Regions from separate parts of the Mus musculus genome. Here regions 1 and 3 are each linked to region 2. The links are chromatin contacts, called in public promoter capture Hi-C maps. All regions are on one chromosome and are shown on one strand. The core of a region is the stretch at or near the end of the contact, and the rest is flanking DNA. Distances in the headings are between cores, read along the strand shown.

Region 1 (4,036 bases), core at 244-2,743, 230 kb before region 2:
CAAAAATCCCCTTCCACTAAGTTGGGCTCCCTTAACTATGTTGACTAATGACAACCTTGAAATTCAAAGGTGCTTGTTTTAAATGGAGTTATATAAGTAATCACCTCTCTTTTGACACTGACTAGAATTTAATTCCTCCTTGTGAAGAGGCTGAAACTGTTAGTCTGTGACTTGACCAAAGTCAACAACTAGTTAAGAGGCAAAGGCGGGTTCATTCCCAGAATTATCTTTCTCAAAGCCAATACTTCCACTTGAACATAATTATCTCCTTAAAAGATTAAGAGAGAGTTCAATCATTGGAAAGGGACTCTTGTCCCTTGTCTCTCTAAATGTTCACTAGTTCTTCTAAGACATATACTATACTTCCTACAATTCAGTCACTTAAACAAAATGAAGATAGCATTTCTAATTCGTTTAAACCACAAAAGGATTACTGGCAGGTGAGAAAGAGGTTGAAAAAGGCTTGCCTAAACATGTCTCATCTAGACCTCTAAATATGGATTTCCTAGTGGTTTTTTTAAAGCATGCTCATTTACAAGGCTACGTTTGAATATAGTCAGATGCCTTCCAGTATTGCATTTTCTAAGAAAATTCATACCAGACTCATATCGGTCTGGGAGACTGCTAGAATATGCCATTCTGGCACTTTGCAAATATCCGAAAAATCATCCGGGGGCAACAAACCCAGTTTCACACTCTTGTTTTACGACGTGATGCGTACCCACTTAGGGGACAACGCTCCTATAGGGCGCCCTGCCGAGAGAGCAATAAAGGAAGAAGCGGGGGAAGCGCACGGAAGTTGGGTGGAGGGAGGTCTCATTACCCACTCTTCTGCCCTACCTCTGCCAAGGGCGGCTCCACGGTGCCCAGCCGACACGAAACCCTTACAAGCCCTCGAAGCCCGGCTCTGTCCCAACAGAGAGTCCGGGACGCGGACAATGTGAAGCACAGGATGACCACAGTCACCTCTCCAAGTCTATACCCTTGATTTCGGCCCTGGATGATGCTCCCCCTTCTTTTCGGAGCTGGCACTCCAGGTGGGAAACTCCCGGTCTGCATTGGCCGAAGTCCCTGCTTCAGAAAGGGCGCCTCCTGCGACCGGGTCTAACCCGCAACCCGCAACTCTTTGCACGCAGGGACCCTGGTCCCTCTGTCCCGCCCCCGCAACCCTCCACGGACAGGCCCGCGCCCCACCCGGGATTCCCGAGTCCACTGCCCCGCCCCAGCGAAGGGCTCCTAAAGCCCCCACCCCACCCCCCCCACACACACACGTACACACACACACACATCTCAGACTCCAGTCTCCCAGACCCAGTCGAAGCCAGAGTACCTACCTAAATCAGCGGTGCTCCAGTGTTCCAAGGGGGCGGGCGCGGTCCCCTCCCCGAGGCGCCTACTGCTTCTCTCAACCACCCCTTAAGCCGCAGCTTTGCTTTCCCAGGAGCGGGAGGGAGCGGAGGGAGCGGAGGAGGCGGAGGGGAGGGGGAAGACCAGTTGAGGGGCGGCCGAGCCAAGCCGGAAGTACTAATGCAGGTCCCACCCACCTCCTGGAGCCGCAGAGCATCCTCGTTCTTCTGATAGGACAAACCCCTGTCGTCGCTGTGAAATTCAGACCACCACTTCCGGGTCGTTAATGCTGCGGCCCCTCCTTAGCAACAGCGTGGGGTTGCTAAGCGGAAGTGCCTTTAAATACCCCCCTTCCCCCCCCATTTCTTCGGGGACTGTTGGTAAGTGGGTTGGGAGCTTCGTTTTCTCATTTGGAAATGTTTTTAGGCCTTTAGTTTACAATGTTAGGCCAGGTAAACCCTTCGCTGCAGCAGGTAGTAGGCCCAACGTAGCTGCTTCCATCAGTTGGTCTCTGACACCAGCTCCAAACTACACACACCTCCTGGAATCCTGGGCCATCTCGGCAGCTCCTCCCAAAGCTCCTCTCCAGGCCCCTTGCGGGAGCTTCTTTCTCACTGTCTAGCAAGCATCTCCCTCTGGTGGATTTCCTGTCGTTTCAACCAGACTTTTGCATGCATTTCGTTCTGAACCGGCTCCAGAAGTCGAACAGTGAAGTGGGTAAGAAAGTTTTGTCTTACCTTGTCTTTTCTTTTTTCTTTTTTTTTTTTTTTTTAAGGATTTAACGTTTTTATGTGTGACCTGGAAATAACCTAGCTATATTTGAGTCTATGAAAATTGACCAGAGTAATATTATTATTGTTATTCCATAAAACGGGGGAGTTGGGGGAGACAAAGAATGCCGGTAATCTCGCTTGAGTAGGAAGACAACTAAGCCTCCCATCAGAATAAACCAACATACCTATACGGTGACTAAGAAAGGTGTCCATAAAAACCCTCATTTAGGCTGGGGATTTAGGTCTGTGATACAAAACTTGCCTGGCATGCCCAAGGTCTTTAGTTCGATTCCCAGGCATCGAAGAAAGGAAGGGAGGCAAGGAGACTCATTTACTGGACATGACAAGCAGACCTGTAATGCTTAGACTCCAGAGGAAAAGCGAGGATAGTAACTCCAAGGCCTAGACTACATGGTCAGTCCCAGTTTTAAAACATTTTACCTAACATACCCGAGGCATAAGTTCACTCTTTGAAAAAACTGGAAAACTATGGTGGAGACCAAAGCCAACAAAATAACCCCCTGTAACGACCCCTATAATTATAGTAATTATATTTTTAGAGAAACCTGGGGTGGGGGATAAAACCATCACTTGACTGTATTATTTTTTGAGTCTGAATCTCACTTTGAAGCCCTGGATGACTGATCAGGTAATGTCTATGTAGACCAGGCTGGCCCTGAATTCAGAGACCCACCTTCCTCTTCTCCCAGGTGCTGGGATTTAAAGCGTTCACTACCGGGATGGACCGGCTTTCCTATTTTAACTTTAACTTCTGAATTTTTCTCATCTACATCAGTGGATACACTTGCAACTGTAAGACCCGATTTTATTGGTCACAAAATTATTAGTAGACTGTTGTTTACCTCAGCTAAGACAGAAAACTAATTTTGGTAATTGAAAAGTAACACTAGGCCTTTTCATTTCCTAGACTCATAGGATGGCATTAAATTGATCCATCCTAGGCAGTCAACTCTGCAAAGCTTTTAAGAAACCACTTTAGGCTCAAATGTACCAGCAGTTGGTTATTAAGTCTAAAATAGTTCCATTCCCTACCCCCACCATCATCGTGTATACAATTGGAAATACACACACACACACACACACAAACACACACACACACAATCTGGGTCAGTGATGAGTGTTACAGTAGTTTAGTATTTCACCTGCCAGCAGGTCTAAATTCCAAACTTTAAATTCTAAAATAAATATAAGTCCAACATGCAACAGTTTACAATACATCTAAAGAACTAGAACATGTTTATGGTTTAAAAAAATGTGGCCTATAGAAATTGGTGCCTCATCAAATAAAATTCAGTTAGAACTAACCATAAGCTTAAGCTAATGTGGAAATGCACCTTCATCTGCAGAGCTCTCTGTCCACTGCCTGAGGTGGTTTACAAGCAGCATTTAGCTCCTTTCCTATAGCCTTGGGGTTTTTTAATTCACTGTTCTATTAATATATGAAAATCTGGATTGAGTCCTAAATAACCACATGAGCTTTTTTTTTTTTTTAAAGATTTATTTATTCACTTAATGTATGAGTACACTGTTGCTGCCTTCAGACACCCCAGAAGAGGGCATCGGATCCCATTACAGATGGTTGTGAGCCACCCTGTGGTTGCTGGGAATGGAACTCAGGACCTCTGGAAGAACAGTTGGTGCTCTTAACCACTGAGCCATCTTTCCAGCCCCACATGAGCTTTTGTTTGTTTGTTTGTTTTGCTTTTCGAGACAGGGTTTCTCTGTGTAGCCCTGGCTGTCCTGGAACTCACTCTATAGATCAGGCTTGCCTTGAACTCAGAAATCCTCCTGCCTCTGCCTCCCAAGTGCTGGGATTAAAAGCGTGCACCACCACCATTGCCTGACCACATGAGCTTTTATAATTCTTTCATTTTCAACATAGTCATGCTTAGAGG
Region 2 (4,396 bases), core at 47-2,546:
AAATTCTGGAATAGCTTTGGAGAAGAGCGTCTGTCTGGGACAGAAATGTGGGATATCTGAGGACATGGAAAAAGGGAGGGTAACTAAAGGGATGACTTCTGCCTACTTTGGTTGAAAGTTAAGAAACCCACACCATTTCAAAAGAATAATGCATTTCAAATCCTGGGGGAAACAGGGATTGGGTCTTGAGGTAGGTAACTTCCAAAGGCCCAGGATCTGGTTTTGGAGGCCCTGGAGTGAAATTTAAAAGGGGGTAGCACTTAATGATCTTCCCAGGAAAGGGGAGAGACTAAGTTGGGCATTGTAATGATTTTAAAGAAGGGGGGGGGCGGTAAGATGAGTACCAACTGAGACTTTGTAGTGTTTAAAGGGTAAGAGTGTGTAGAAGAGTGTTGGCAACATCATTGGAAAAACAGGCTGGAGGGCAGGAATGGACTCCATAGTGTTAGAGAAATAAAGAGTGGGGGTTCCCAGACAGGAAAATGGGGCCTACCTGGAGAAGGGTGGGGAAGAGAGTGGGACTGCACATCCCAAGGAGGTGGGAAGAGGGGGAAAGGGTTGAGTTGAGAACTGCCGGACAGAGCTTGTCTTTGGGGACAGCCAGGCAGGGCTGAGAGGAGTCTGCCTGGGAAGCAATTTTCACTAGAGAATGGATTTAAAGCGATTAAGTGACTTGTGGAGGAGTAAGAAAGATTTAGGGAAGATAAGAACCAATTCGGGGAATCTGTGGGAGAAAGCCCACAGTATGGGGGACTGGGCACCGTCCCACTGGGCTTAAGAAAACGGAGCGACTGACTGGCTATGTCCAGGTTTTTTTTTTTTTTTGGGGGGGGGGGGCTCCGGGCGAGGAGAAAACCCGGATGAGGGGGATGGGCAGGGCTGGAGGAAGGGGGCTAAAGGACGGAAGGAGGCCCGATTTCAGGACTCGGGTGGCAGTGGCTGGGATGGCGAGAGGAACAGTGGGAGCGGATGGAGCCCCCTGGGGGCTGGGGGCAGGCTGCGGGGGTGGGGGGGGGTGCGAAGGCCTCTGGAGCTGCGGAGGGAGGATGGGGGCGGGGAGCCTGCGCCGGGCCGTTACCTGTCCTGGGTGTTTATCATCCTCGGTGGCTCTGCTCAGGGTGGGAGGAGGCGGCGCGGGGAGTGGGTAGGTGGACGAGTGGGTGGGTGTGGGGTCGCGCGCGCGGGCCGGTCTCTGTGGGCTAAGTCCCTGTCAGGCCGCGGGCCGAGTGCCCTCCTCTTGCCTCAGCGAGCGCCTGCCTCCAACTGACCCTCCCCGGCCGCCGCCGCGCAACCGCCCCGCCCCCAAGTACCTCATCTGCATAGCCCCACCCAGCGCCGCTTGGTGTCCTGGGAAACTGGGGCCCACAACAAAGGGCGAAGCACCGCCCCGCCTGGGCGCAGGCGTACTAAGGGCAAGCTATCATCTCGGGAAGAGGGGCGGTAGCCAGGGAGAAGAGGGGAAAGAGGTCTCTCTCGATGCCAGGAACTCAGGTTCTGCTTGGCTAAGGCCAGTCTTCATTTCTGCTTTTGTTCTTTCTTAATCATTTATGTATGTTTATTTTTTATACACATTGGTGTTTTGCCTGCATGTATCTCTATATGAGGATGTCAGATCCCCTGGCACAGGAGTTACAGACAGTGTGACCTGCCATGTAGAGGCTGGGAATTGAACCCAAGTCCTCTGAAGACCAACCGGTGCTCTTATCCGCTGAGCCCTCTCCACTCGTTCATGTCTGCCTTTTGTTTGTTTTTTGATACAGTCTTTGTAGCTCAGGCTAGCCTCAGACTCACTGGAAGATGACTTGGAAACCCCCATCCTCCTTCCTTTACTTCCTGTCCTGCCAAGTGCTGGAAATAGTGTGCCTCACCACACTGGGCACTTGCTGCTTTTGGTGTGTGGCCAAACCGAAACCGGAGAATAGTATTTGTAAACCCATGTCACTAAACAAAACAAAATCTGAAATAGAAGAATACTCCTCATAGAGTAGCACCATTTCCAGTGTGAATCTAATCCCACAGATCTTTTCCTTCAATTCATAGTACAATGACAGTGGCTTCCAGCCAATCGGTGCAAGCTGCTTCAATCGATCATGCAAGGCACCTAGTGCACTGCCACTGTCTTACCTGGCCCTCTAATCACAGAGGCCAGGCAGCAATGTACACACACCCCCAAATCCCAGCCACACTCACAGGAGAACCCTAGTTGTCAAACCTGTGCAGTCAACTTAGACTGCAGTCAGTAGAGACTGTGTAAGCCTTTATCTATCTTAGCACCCAGGAAGCAGGGGCAGGTGAGGCTCTGTGAGTTGAAGGCCAGCTTGTAGTACGCAGGCAACAAGTTCCAGGCTGCTTAGTGTAACATGGTGAGACCCTATCTTGGGGGTGGGGGAGGGAGGGGAGAGAGAGAGAGAGAGAGAGAGAGAGAGAGAGAGAGAGAGAGAGAGAGAGGTGGGGCAGAGGGAAAGGGAGAGGATGCACTCTCAGACCACAGTGGTCACCTCAAATCATCCGTTCATTTAGTCAAAGTTCAGTAAATAGCTACATACTATGTGCTTCTAGCATGGGCAGGAATCCAGGAAGCTTCCACAATGGGCCAGGCAATGTACCTACCTTGGATGTCACAATCTGTCCAGAGAGAGAGGCCATCACAATATGAGGTAAGTACTCAGTCTGAAGGACACTGCAAAGAAAGCAACACGCAGAAGAGACAGCTTGAAAAACCTGTACTTTTTCACTTTGGTATTACTCCAAAATGCAGTGGTCAACATGACCTCCACTGCCAAGCTACAGTGCCCCTTGGGACCTAAGGATTCTGTCGCACACACAAGATTTTAGTGTTCAGATCATGGGGATACCAAGGAAGGATGGGGCTTTCACACTACGTTTTACTTTTTCTTAAAACAAAAATTGAAGTGGTAAAAGAACTGTCATGGTTATCCTTAGATATTCAGAACTGTTCTCTGGCTCACCTTGCTGGACATGGTGGCACACGCCTTTAATCCCAGCACTGGGGAGGCAGAGGCAGACAGGTCTCTGAGTTGAGGCCAGCCTCTACATAGTTCCAAGACAGCCAGGGCTACACAGAGAAAAACTGTCTCAAACGATCCCCGAGCTCCCAACAACAAAACCTCAGCAGAGCAGTAATGGCATATTCCCTTAGTTCTAGCTCTCAGGAGGAAGAGACAGGTAGCCCTCTGTGAGTTTGAGGCCAGCCTGGTCTACAGAGTGAGTTCTAGGACAGCTGGGACTACACAGAGAAATCATGTCTCGAAGAAGAAAAAAAACAGAAATCCTTGCCGGGCATGGTGGTGCACTTGGGAGGCAGAGGCAGGCGGATTTCTGAGTTCGAGGCCAGCCTGGTCTACAAAGTGAGGTCCAGGACAGCCAGGGCTATACAGAGAAACCCTGTCTCAGAAAACAAAACAAAACCAAAAAGAAACCACTTTGTGATTAATCAGTTGACAAATACTAAGAGCACATGATGACAATGATACCAACCATGTACTAAGCATTTCTGTGGGTTTCTGTGAGGTTGGACGGAATGTATGTGTGTGTGTATAGATTCATGTGTGTGTAGGTGCATCTGGGCTGTATGTGTGTACATGTAGAGGCCAGAGGGCAACCTGAGGACATATTCCTCAGGCGTCAGCTACTTGGTTGATGGAGTGAGTGACAGAGACCTAGAACTCACCAAGTAAGCTATGCTGGCTGGGATCCCCACCTTCCCTCACAAAACCCCTAGAAACCCCATCTTCCAAGAGCTAGAACAAACCAGCACTCATTTATTGGGGGGGGGATCATACTCAGGTCATGGTACTAGCTAAGGAATCTCCCCAGCTCCTAAAGCACTAATTTTTACAACCGCTTTGTTTCTTTGTTTGTTTGTTTGTTTGACAGGGTTCCTCTGTGTAGCCCTGGCTATCCTGGAACTCTCTTTGTAGCCCAGGCTAGCCTCGAACTCAGAGATCCACCTGCCTCAGATTCTTGAGGAGCTAGGATCAAAGACGCGCAGCACCACCATCTGCCCTTAATTTTTATTTTATGGTGAAGAAAATTACTGTCTGTTAATGTTCACTGATTCATCTTCTACAGCAAGAAAGTTACTTGCTGGCCAGGCGTGGTGGCGAACGCCTTTGATCCCAGCACTTGGGAGGCAGAGGCAGGTGGGTTTCTGAGTTCAAGGCCAGCCTGGTCTACAGAGTGAGTTCCAGGACAGCCAAGGCTATACAGAGAAACCCTGTCTCAAAAAACAAAACAAAACAAAACAAAACAAAACAAAACAAAAAAGAAGAAGTGGCCATCTTCCTGCAACTAGGCCAGCAAAGTGAGAACATCACAAAGATGAGAGCCGCCTGCCTCTACCGCCACTGTCCTGCACAACTGCCCCTAGCTATTT
Region 3 (4,393 bases), core at 683-3,182, 210 kb before region 2:
TAATTTGTTTATTTATTAATTTATGAGGGTTTATGAGTGTAAATTTGGTTCAGAGATTGAACCCAGAATCATGTGCTAGGCAAGTGCCCTACTACTCAGGTATGTTTCTTAGAACGATTAGGTTATTTAGTTAAAAAATATATACACTGTGAGCCAGGCTAGTGGCAGAGGCCTATAAGCTCAGCTACTTGGGAGGACAAAGCAGAAGGATCCAAAGTTCAAAACCTGCGTGTATTACCAAGCAAGCACAAAGCCAACGCAGGCAGGTTACTGAAACTCCAATCCCAAGCCCTCTCCCCATTACAGATAGAGCTAAGAACACAGTTCAGCAATGGACTCTGCCTGAAATGCCCAAGGCCATAGATTCAATCCCCAATACCTGGGGAAGGGGAAATGTTAAGCTTTCTATAAGAGTAAATCCTACTTTTCAAAGCTGCTGGCTCCTTTGCATAAGAAAAATACCATTCCTGGTTATATTTTAATATAGGAATGTAAAATCAAAATTCAGAGAAAATTGCCCCTTTAAAAAATATAACAGGAGAATGGTGAATCTCACCTACAATCCTGGAAACCCAAGTTTGACCTGCTAATCCCCTAAATTGAAGATCTTAAAGACAGAGAGATCAGAAGTTGAAGGCCAGCTTTAGCTACGTAACAAGTTTGGGGCTACCCTGAATTACATGAGAACGTGTGTGTGTGTGTGTGTGTGTGTTATTCCAGCAGTGGGGAGATGGAGGGCAGAAGGATCTGGAGTTCAAAGGTGTTCTTTGTACATAAAAATGTTGAGGCCAGCCTGGGCTACATGAGACCTTGGAAGAAGGAAAAGGGAGGGAAGGAGGGAGAACAAAAGGGAGGAGAGAGTTAAAAAGGAAGGTCGGATAGGGGAAGAACTGGGGAGTAGAGGAGGAGGGAAAAGCAGAGACAAAAGCAAACCAATCTGGGGCAGTGTGGTTAGCTCAGCGGTAGGGTACTTGTTCAACATGGGCAAGGAAGGCCCAGGGTTCAGTTCCCAAAGATTGCATGCATGGTCAAACAGACACTCACATACATCCCCCAACCGGAAACGCGGTAGTACAGTCAATCATCACCATAAATCTAATGAGGAGACACTTAAGTAGCCTCCAAGAAAATAGTAACTGTTAACAATTTTTAAAACACCATTCAGAAAAGAAAAAAAAAAGTTTAAAAATATACTGCCCCTCACCACCAAGACATGAATTTTCCATTGGACCCTCACCCCCATCCAAGCCTGCTGAAAGACTAAGGCTCCCTTAGAGGGCGAGAAAGAAATTTAGGTGTGAGAATGTCAACGGAAACAAATTCCAGAGGAAGGAAACTAAGTAAAAATAAATCCACCGCGGGTCAGGACCACACAGGTTAGTACTGCCTTGCCCGGCCTGATGCTCTCGGGGTGTTACTTCAGAAGCTTCCACGACCCTTCCTACCTTTTCTCGACGAACTTGAAGAATTGGTGACAAAGGTGGAGGAGCCAAGCACCTTCCTAGGGGCTTGAGAAGCCACCGCTGCAGAGAGAGATAAATAGGGGCGTTCAGAAAAGGCAGGAGGGTTCGGATCCCCGAGCTTTGTTCTACAACAGTCCCAGGCCAGTAAAGAGGAGGGAGATGAACAGCAGCAAACGACCTTGCCTGTTCTCTGCAGCTTATTAGCAGTGAGGGCCGGGAGCCTGCCTTCTAGCTGCTCAATGGGAGGCAGCCATGGGCGTCTCCACCCCTGGACAGGCTGCCTAGGGAACCCCCTGCCACCTCGCTGCATCATTTACCTTTTCTGTAGGCTCCTGGAACGTAGTTTGCTTTGGTCCGCACCATGTTCACACAAGAAGAGACAACTTTCACCGTCACCCCAACTGCAGATGTCTCAATTAGAGAAGAACCCGAAAATGATGTTCCCGCCACCGTTTAAATGGGTCTCTTTCCCGCGCGCTCCAAGCGCTTGAGAACCTCGATTCTTATTGGTTCCGCGCCTTCACTCTGGACCAATTGACAGCGTCCAGCAGTGACAGCCTCGAGACTTAAGGTTTTGCTGGCCAGTCAGTCCATCAGCCCCAGTGGTCGTGATTTGTACCTCCCTGGTAGGCGGTGCTAGGACTCTGGGTGGGGGAAGAGGGGGGCACGAAGTATGGAGGTGAGGTAGATAGGTTGTGAACTAGCCAAAATAAAACCAAGTAGAGATAGGGATTGTAAAATTTCTTCAAAAGTTACCAGAGTTAAATCCATGATAATTAAACACTGAAAGTGAAAATTAAGTGGACTTTTCTATGTAAATCATAACTAAAGTTTAGTATCCTAAGGATGAACCCTACTGTGTTCTAAAACAACTTTCTGAGGCGGGAGAAAGGAAAACTCAATTTAGTTTATTTAGTTTACAGTGTTTTAAAAACCGTTTTCAGATCGCATGAGACAAAAAATTAGGACAAATTGTCCATACACATATAAAAATAAGTAAATAAAATTTAAAAAACATGGCCAAAGAATTTTTTAAATGCCAAATGTAAAAGGGTCACAGCACCAACCCACGTGAGGATAACCCTGCAAAAAAGAGATCATATTGTCTGACCCATATTTCAAATTACAATATTCCTAAGAATTTGTGTTTGTTCTGAATGCCATGCACGAAACAAAACCGTATGTGCTTGCTGCAGAATGCTGTCTGTTAATGCTTGTTTAAAAGATGACCCTTCAGCATGTTACAGAACTACTTTTCTGCAGTGAATTATGCTTGAACAGCAATGAAATCTATTCAGGGCCTTAACCAAATCAACAATTAATAGTATATTCAATTTAAAGATTTTAAAGCCAGGCCTACTGCACCTTGTAATCTCAGCCCTGAGGAGGCAGAGAGACTGGGAAATTGTGAGTTCCTTGCCAGTCTGGGCTAGATCACAATATTTTAGAAAAAAGAAAAAAATATAGAAAGGAAGAAAAGAAAAGGGGCACAGTAGTTGAGAGTATTGCTGCTTTTTCAGAGGAACCCAGTTCAATTCCTAGCACTAGCATGGCAGTTCATTCATGGCAGTAACCAAGCTCCAAGTGACTTGGCACCCTCACACAGACATGCAGGCAGGCAAAATGCCAATACACATAAAATTAAAATAAATCGTTTATTTAAAAAAAGAAAGGAAGGAAGGAAAGGAAAGAGCTAGACCGAAAAAACAGGAGCTGGAGAGGTAACTCAGCAGTTAAGAGAACTGGCTACTCTTCCAGGGACCCTGGAGTACACAGGTTCAATTCCTAGCACCTCCATATCAGCTCACAACTGTTTGTAACTCCAGCTCCAGGGGATCTGACACATTGACACAGACACACTCAGGCAAGATGGGAATCAATGCACATAAAATAAATCATCAAGAAAAAAGGAGCCAGGCTGTGGTGCAGGCCTTCAATCCCAACCCTCAGGAGGCAAAGGCAGGTGAATCAAGGCTGTCCTGGAACTCTACAGAATCAGCTCCAGGAAGGCAAAGGCTACACAAAGAAAAGAAAATGGAACAACCAAACAACTAGACAAACAACTCAAGTGAAAATAATGAAAAGGTTTAGGCAGTCATTAAATTAACATTATAATCTTAGCAATTGCCTGTAGTTTATCTTACTCTGGAGTGTTAAATTACTGCCAAATTCTCACATAAAATCAACAAGTCAATCAACAGACATTCCATTCTTGTCATTCACCCTCATGAAAATGAAGTGTTTCTTTTCAGTTTTTGTTTTTCTTTTTTAAAGATTTATTTATTTTATGTATGTGAGTACACTGTAGCTGTACAGATGGTTGCTGGGAATTGAATTCAGGGCCTCTCCTCACCCTGGTCAAACGACCCCACTCCTTCTATTTGCCCCTGCTCTCTCCAGCCCAAAAGACTTATCATTATATCTAAGTGCACTGTAGCTGTCTCAGACATACCAGAAGAGGATGTCAGATCTCATTATGCATGGTTGTGGACTACCATGTGGTTACTGGGATTTGAACTCAAGACCTTCAGAAGAACAGTCAGCGATCTTAAACACTGAGCCATCTCTCCAGCCCTTGAGCCCTTGTTTTATTTTTCTAGACAGGGTTTCTCTGTGTAGTTCTGCTGTCTTGGAACTCACTATAGACTAGGCTGGCCTCCAATTTAGAGATCTACCTGCCTCTGCCTCCCAAGTGCTGGGGTCAAAGGTGTGTTCCCCACTGCCAGACTGCACAGTGGTTCTTAAAAGGCATTGTTTCCTTTCACTTAAAGGCCTTCTATTCCAAACTGAATTGCCTAGTTGAACTCAACATTCTAGAGTCCTGCAAAGAAAGGTCTCAGAGAACTTTTTTTTCTCTTACATTTCAAGCAAATGACTAGAGTTTCAAATATGCCTTTTCACTCCAGGACAATATACATATTATTGTAGTT

Evidence for each region. Capture Hi-C pulls out chosen DNA fragments and counts their contacts.
Region 1: a contact with region 2 is called in a promoter capture Hi-C map of adipose tissue. The contact joins the promoter of Csnk1g1 here to the promoter of Oaz2 in region 2. A contact is called at or near these places in 11 of 39 promoter capture datasets (the 3T3-L1 cell line, the C10 cell line, the HPC-7 cell line and 8 more), 1 of 15 datasets of contacts at CTCF or cohesin (large pre-B cells), 2 of 484 Hi-C or Micro-C datasets (CD4 T cells and muscle stem cells), 14 of 115 datasets of contacts at active chromatin or transcription factors (the SCID.adh cell line, bone marrow-derived macrophages, craniofacial prominence and 10 more) and 5 of 9 other capture datasets (adipose tissue, embryonic stem cells, liver and 2 more).
Region 3: a promoter capture Hi-C map of adipose tissue shows a contact between it and region 2, with 3 times the contacts expected there. The contact joins the promoter of Pclaf here to the promoter of Oaz2 in region 2. A contact is called at or near these places in 20 of 39 promoter capture datasets (the 3T3-L1 cell line, the C10 cell line, the HPC-7 cell line and 13 more), 3 of 484 Hi-C or Micro-C datasets (B cells, bone marrow-derived macrophages and muscle stem cells), 20 of 115 datasets of contacts at active chromatin or transcription factors (the 230-238 cell line, the HPC-7 cell line, the SCID.adh cell line and 14 more) and 5 of 9 other capture datasets (adipose tissue, embryonic stem cells, liver and 2 more).

Annotation. Positions count from the first base shown.
Region 1 is chr9:65,906,467-65,910,502 of GRCm38.p6, reverse strand. It overlaps Csnk1g1 (casein kinase 1, gamma 1), which reads right to left and starts at 1,493. Exons shown (of 14, transcript NM_173185.2): 1 at 1,335-1,493. Trip4 (thyroid hormone receptor interactor 4) reads left to right here and starts at 1,709. Exons shown (of 14, transcript NM_001357872.1): 1 at 1,709-2,064.
Region 2 is chr9:65,673,448-65,677,843 of GRCm38.p6, reverse strand. Oaz2 (ornithine decarboxylase antizyme 2) reads right to left here and starts at 1,296. Exons shown (of 5, transcript NM_010952.3): 1 at 1,079-1,296. The coding sequence starts at 1,098.
Region 3 is chr9:65,887,862-65,892,254 of GRCm38.p6, reverse strand. It overlaps Pclaf (PCNA clamp associated factor), which reads right to left and starts at 1,932. Exons shown (of 4, transcript NM_026515.2): 1 at 1,781-1,932; 2 at 1,446-1,523. The coding sequence starts at 1,826. All of the region lies in intron 1 of Trip4 (thyroid hormone receptor interactor 4), which reads left to right.